Regions from separate parts of the Astyanax mexicanus genome. Here region 1 is linked to region 2. The links are chromatin contacts, called in public Hi-C maps. All regions are on one chromosome and are shown on one strand. Each heading gives the region's core, a stretch centred on a gene start, on an enhancer-like site or on the middle of the called end of the contact. The rest is flanking DNA. Distances are from core to core; before and after follow the strand shown. Region 1 holds the start of tex55 (testis expressed 55). Region 2 has its middle 19 kb from the start of LOC111191413.

Evidence for each region. A called contact is a pair of places that touch in the nucleus more often than the background predicts.
Region 1: a contact with region 2 is called in a Hi-C map of blood, with 2.4 times the contacts expected there. The contact joins the promoter of tex55 here to the enhancer-like site in region 2. A contact is called at or near these places in 3 of 3 Hi-C or Micro-C datasets (blood and muscle).

Annotation. Positions count from the first base shown.
Region 1 is chr1:3,333,730-3,337,048 of AstMex3_surface, forward strand. tex55 (testis expressed 55) reads left to right here and starts at 1,783. Exons shown (of 4, transcript XM_022666397.2): 1 at 1,783-2,026; 2 at 2,240-2,360. The coding sequence starts at 1,902.
Region 2 is chr1:3,278,453-3,281,661 of AstMex3_surface, forward strand. No RefSeq gene overlaps it. Among protein-coding and RNA genes, the nearest start is that of LOC111191413, 19 kb to the right of the region's middle. Within about 2 kb of position 1,294, the one cell type or tissue checked has an H3K27ac peak away from gene starts, as active enhancers do.

The DNA of each region.
Region 1 (3,319 bases), core at 533-3,032, 56 kb after region 2:
CACATTTTAATTGTTGTTCTATTTTTTGTTGGTAATAATTTAATTTCATCATTTCGCAGACTTTGCACCGATTTTCTTATTTTCGGGCGCCCCCTGTCGGACGTACGATTGACCTGCATTTATTTTCTCGTTATTTATTTATTTCCTTTTCCAGCCCCTCCTCCCATCCCGCACCCCTCCCTCCCCTCCGCCCGGGTTCACGGAGGGACACGAGCACCGTCTGCCCTACATAACGTGCACGCGCTGTAGGCCGTGATGTCAGCTGAGGACGACCGGCAACCCAGAAACGCCGGGTTTTCGCTCCGCTTCCCCGCCCGCCTGTAACCGCGCGCACGTTTTACAGCAAAATGCGGCAGAAAGAAACCCCAAAATAATCGGCTGATATAAAATAAATTACTAATATATAGGAAAAATAATATAAAAAATTTAAAAAGACAAAAAACTTGTTTATTTGTTTTGTTTATTTTATGATATATGTATTAATTTATTTTTTTTATTAGCGATATTACATTATAATATAACTAATCATTATCATTCTATATTTCTGTTCCTAGTTTAGATATGAATTATGAACTGCAATTCTGCTTTGTTATTATTAATTAATTGTCTATTATGTTATATATTATCACGTTGACCTACATTACCGCAAAACAATGTTTATACGACTCTATAACGCTTCCACATTATTAAGCGCGTATAATTTTATACAATTTAAAAGAAAACCCTCATAAAGTGCGACGGGACGTTTCAGTCGGATTAGCGCTGCCTAAACCGAGCAGTGGTGTTCATGTTTTTTCAACACCCGTTTACAGTCCAAGCCCCGCCCATCTCAACCTGCGATTGGATATTGATCGTCCTGAAGTGCGGTCAGCCCCGCCCCACCTTTCATGATTTTTCTCATAAGCCACGCACGACTTGCTTTTAATTTTTGTATGTATCATGATAAATAGCCTATTTTAATCGACCGTTTTTACATTATATACAAAACACACTACATTCTGTATGCATACATTTTATATAAAATGCTTAGCTTATTATGTTGACACGTTGACCTACATTATTACAAAACAGTGTTTTTTTCACAAGTTCATTATTTTTTAACATTATTAGGCGCTAGTATCAAGTATCAGCGCTGGGACGTTGTGGATGTTGGTGGAGGTTAAAAGGCAAGGCCAGGCAAGTTTATTCATATAGTACTTTTCATACAACAGTCATTCTAAGTGCTTTAAAGATGAAAAAATACTAAGAAAAGACGAATTAAAAAACAATAAAAATGAAAATAAAATATAATATAAGAATAAAACATGAAAAGGAGTTAATTTTCAAACTATACAAAATGATTATACTTAAATTATTAGTATATAGATTATAATTAAAACTTGATAAAAAAAAACAACAATCGCTACTCCTAGTTACATACAGCTTTTTGAAAAAATCATACATTACATACATTAATAATATTAAATGAAAAAAAAATCCTCATGAAGTACGACGGAACGTTTTCCACCACCGCATTAAACCGCGTATAGTTATAGAGTTAATTTTTAATAACATCCGTTTTCCGATCAAGCCCCGCCCCTCTCCCTGTCCCTATTGGTTGCTCTGTAATCCTGATGCGCAGTTAGCTCCGCCCCGCCCGCCCCGTCCCTCACGTTCATCTTTTTTTTTTCATACTTTAGAACGAAGGGCTGCTCGTGATGAACGTAACAGCCAATCCCAGCGCAGGGGGCTCGTAGCGACGAACCAATCGCAGCGAGATGTGGGCGGGGCTTGTGAGAATACGAGAGGGGTGAAGGAAAAAAAAAAACAGTGGTCCAAATTCAGTCGCTGCCATTGTGTCTCATAACAGAAAATGACGTCACCCCCCGAGTCTCTCGCGTGCGGTTGCCAGGGGTTACGGGATGACTTTTCAGACGTTAAAACAAACCCCTCAAAGCCAAACTGAGGATACTGACCGAGTTACGCACTTTTTCTTACGAGTTTTTGCGTTTAATTCAGACTTAAACTCAGAACAGTCCTCTAAAAGGTAGGGTAGTGTAGTTGGTAGAGTGTTTTTGTTTCGTTTCTTAGGTTTGTTAGTTTAGTTAAAATTTTTCCCAAGCAAATTAAAATTTATTTTAGCTGGGAAATTAGAGGAAATTGTAATTTCTTCACAAGAAAGGTTTTTTTTAATTATTATTTATATTTCTTTCTTCATTTCACAGACAAAAGATCTCTCTCTTTTTTTTTACTTTCTGAGCATGGAGGACTCAGACACAACAGAAACAGTGCGAACGGCCCGACCCACCCAGGCCCATGTGGACCCTTATCAGAGCTCTGTAAGATATTTGGAAAGCCATAACATCCTTCAGATATTCCAGGTAAGAAAATACATTTATTTCATCTTATTATTTATTATTATAGTGATATTAGTTAGCATGGTGATGATCAGTTTAATACAAATGAAGTAACACACAAAGAATAAGTAAAAAATAAATAAGTACAGATTTGTTCTGAAAAGAGTAAAAAGCTTGTTGCTAGATAGATAGATAGATAGATAGATAGATACTTTATTGATCATGTAGGAAATTAAGCAATATTTATATTATATATATATATATATATGTACAATAGAGTACCTTTCAGTGAAAGACTTCTAAATATCTCATGAATATGTGTCAAAAACATGATCATCCAAAACTGTCTGGTTTTCATATGGAAAATGTATAAATCAAATATATACATAAATATATTGTTTATTCGTACAGTGAAACAGAATACCGAATGTACCTTTTAGCTGCTTAAATGGTACAAATCTTTGTTTCCTGCTGTTATAAAAAGACTTTCTACTTCAGAGGAAACATATTTGACCCTATAAAAACAATATTATACCTTTGAGAGTACAAGTATGAAAAGTGTACTTTTAAGTACAAGAAATACTTATATGGTACTTCTGTTTTTTAGTGTGTAACATCTCAAATTTCCAGCCCTATCCTGTTACGTTACAACATTTGTCTTCTTAACCCTTTCAGACCTGAATTATGTGCCAGTGATGGAAAAATATGAATTTAATAATAATAATAATGTTAAATAATAAAGTTTTCTGTCTGTAATGCACACAAAGGAAGACTCTAATATTATGATTATGATGTAAAATCTATATTAACATTTAATTCACTTAACTAAAATAACTAAACTAGTGTTTTCTATGTCTACTGTCTATTCTATCTATTTTAATTAGCCTCTTTGGCTTTTTGGCAGAGTTAACCTATTGTTTAATTGGCTTATAAACTTTTTTATCGGCTCATTTATCTCATATTATATTATCTGTTCTGATTAA
Region 2 (3,209 bases), core at 44-2,543:
AGACAAAAATCAAGCATAATCTTAAAAGCTTAATTTAAACACAAGAATCAGAAACACTTTACTGGTGACTTTTTGTTGCTCATTTCAAGTTTAAAATAAGATGCAGATTCTATGTAAGGCTGATTTTGATCATTATTCTTAAAATAAGCAAAGCAAACAAAACAAAACTCCTCATCAGAGAAAAGATAAGATGTATGGACTAGAAATTAGATCATTTTACTCACTGTTTTTTGCAGTGCAAAATGGGTTCACATTCTTACTTTTTTTTTGGCTGAATCCCAGTTCCAAATAGGAAAGCACTGAATATTTGGCAAATAAAAGTAAGGGTTTGAGGCATTCAGTTAGCATCATGCTAATACAGAGAGGTATTTTTTTAGGGATATCCTGCAAAAATGAACAAATCAAGAGCCAAACAAGCCGACATTTAGGGCAGGAATGGGTTAAAATGGGTTTTTGTACATGTGATTTTTTTTTGGCCAAACTAAGAAAGCTTCATTCGGACACAATAATCAGAGTAACTTGATTGGTCATTTTTTTTGTTGTTGCTTATTTCAAGTTTAAATGACTTAAAATAAGATGCAAATTCATAAGTAAGGTTGATGATGATTATTATTCTTAAATTAAACAAAATGATCAGGGAAAAAATAAGATGTATTGGCTAGAAATTAGATTGCTTTAAATTTTAAATTTAGTTTTTTGCAGTGCAAACTTGGTTCACAATTTTATATATATTTTTGGCTAAATCCCAGTTCCAAATAGGAAAGCAAACAAAAGTATTATGCTGAAAACGCCACGGGTTTGAGGCATTTGTCATTTCTCATTATTAGCATCGTGCTAATACAGAGGGGTATTTTTATGGATATCCTGCTAAAATTAGCAAAAGAGGTGCCAAACAAGCCAACATTTAGGGCAGGAAAGGGTTAAAATGGGTTATGGTACATCTGATTTTTTGGTCAAACGATCACTTTAATGCTTTACTGCTGTAACGCCTCGCAACGAACTTTCTCCAGGCTGTTTTGTTTGTTAGCGCTGAATGCTAAGCGCTAAGCATGTTTGATAACAGGCTGGTAAAAGTGTGTGAAAGGGCAAGAGTCCAAACTACCAACCGGTGCCACTTCCCACAGAACCGTACAGCCGCTGTTGCCAGGGGAAAGACATTTTCTGGCTTTTTCTATTTCTAAATCTCTGTTCTATTTCTATTCTACTTCTATTTTCTATTTCTATTCCTGGTACCTGGCTGGTATGTGTGTGTTTAGCCAACCGTCGCCAAACGGCAGGACAGGTTAAACAGCTTTCGGCTGCTTCAGATTCAGCCTGTGCCAGCTGCCAACTCTAAAGCCTGGTTATTAACGAGCGTCCTGATAGAAGCTTCTTTCTTTCTTCTTCTTTCTTTCTGTCTTTTCTCTCTCTTTCTTTTTTCATGTTTTTCTTTTTTTTCTCCTTTTTTCCCTCTCTGTCTCCTTTTATTGCTTGCCTGAGATCCCGCTCTCTCTCTCTCTCTCTTTATTTTTCTCTCTCTCTTTTTCTTTTTTCTTCTCGTCTTCTTCGTGGGTGAACACGTTTCAGCCGAGTTCAGCCCCCGTCCCTTTTTTCCAAAATGGAGGACATCCTATCTTTCTTTCTGTCTCTCTGTCTGTTTCTGTCTCCTCGGTTCAGTGTTTGTATTTTTTTTTTTTCCTACAATCAGTAAATAAATTGTATATATTTAGAAACATATAAACATAAGGAATCATGTAGTAACTTAAAAACTGTGTTAAAAAAAATGTACAGAAGCATTTAGATAGGTGCTCTTATCTGTGTTGCTCTGCTCAACTTATCCCTCCCAGCCTGGGGCAATACTGATTAGTGCCATTTCCATCACTGTCACGTTTTTTAACGGTCGTTGCGGCCACTGCACTGCACTTGAGAATACTTATTATTCATAATTTTCATAATTTTTAAACTTGAGCCAACCACTGCCAAACTAAATTTACTTAAAACACTAAAGACACTAAAATCAAACTTTTAGCTTTCTACAGTCAGTAAATGTTGATTTTCCAGGAACAATTCAAACTGTTCTTCTAACTTTCTCTGTTAGGGATTAGTCCAAAAACAAACTTTTAGCTTTCTATAACCTTTTTTTAAAAACTGTTCTTCTAAACGTTCTCTCTCAGCTAACAAAAGTTACTTCAAACACTTTAGACACTAAAATCAAACTTTTAGCTTTCTACAGTCAGCAAATGTTAACTTTCCTGATACCTTTTAAATAGGATCCTTGCCATTTGAGATCAGAATGACCTAATTGGTCCAAAATCAAACTTTTAGCTTTTTACACTCTGTAAATGTTAACTTTCCTGGAACCTTTTTTTAAAACGTTTCTTCTAAACGTTCTTCTAATGTTCTCTGTTAGCTAACAAAATTTACTTCAAACACTATAGACACTGAAATCAAACTTTTAGCTTTCTACAGTCAACAAAAGTTAACTTTCCTGGAAGCTTTTAAAAAGTATTCTTGCCATTTGGGATCAAAGGGACCTAATTAATCAAAAAATAAACTTTTAGCTTTTTATAGTTAGTAAATGTTAACTTCCCTGGAACTTTTTTCAATATGATCCTTGCCATTTTGGATTAGAAGGACCTAATTAGTCCAAAATCAAACTTTTAGCTTTCTTCAGTCAGTAAAAGTTAACTTTCCAGGAACCTTTTTTAAAAAACTGTTCTTCTAAATGTCCTTCTAAATATTCTCTGTTAGCTGAGACATCCTGAGCCAACCCTTGTCCAACTAACTTTACTTAAAACACTACAGACACTAAAATCAAACATTGAGCTTTCTACAGTTCACTTTCCTGGAACCTTTTAAGAATGATCCTTGTCATTTGGGATCAGAATGTCCTAAATAATCCAAAATCAAACTTGTAGCTTTCTGCAGTCAATAAATGTTACTGGAATCTTTTTTAAACTGTTCTTCTAAATGTTCTCTGCTAGCCGGGTCGTCCTGAGCCAACCCTTGTCAAACTAAATTTACTGAAAACATTATAGACACTAAAATCAAACTTTTAGCTTTCTACAGTCAGTAAACATTGACTTTCCAGGAACATTTTCCAACTGTTCTTCTAAATATTCTTCTAACTTTCTCTGTTAGCTGGGATTAGAAGAACCTTATTAGTACAAAATCAAACTTTTAACTTTCTACAGTCAGTAAAAAATAACTTTCCAGGAACCCTTTTTTTA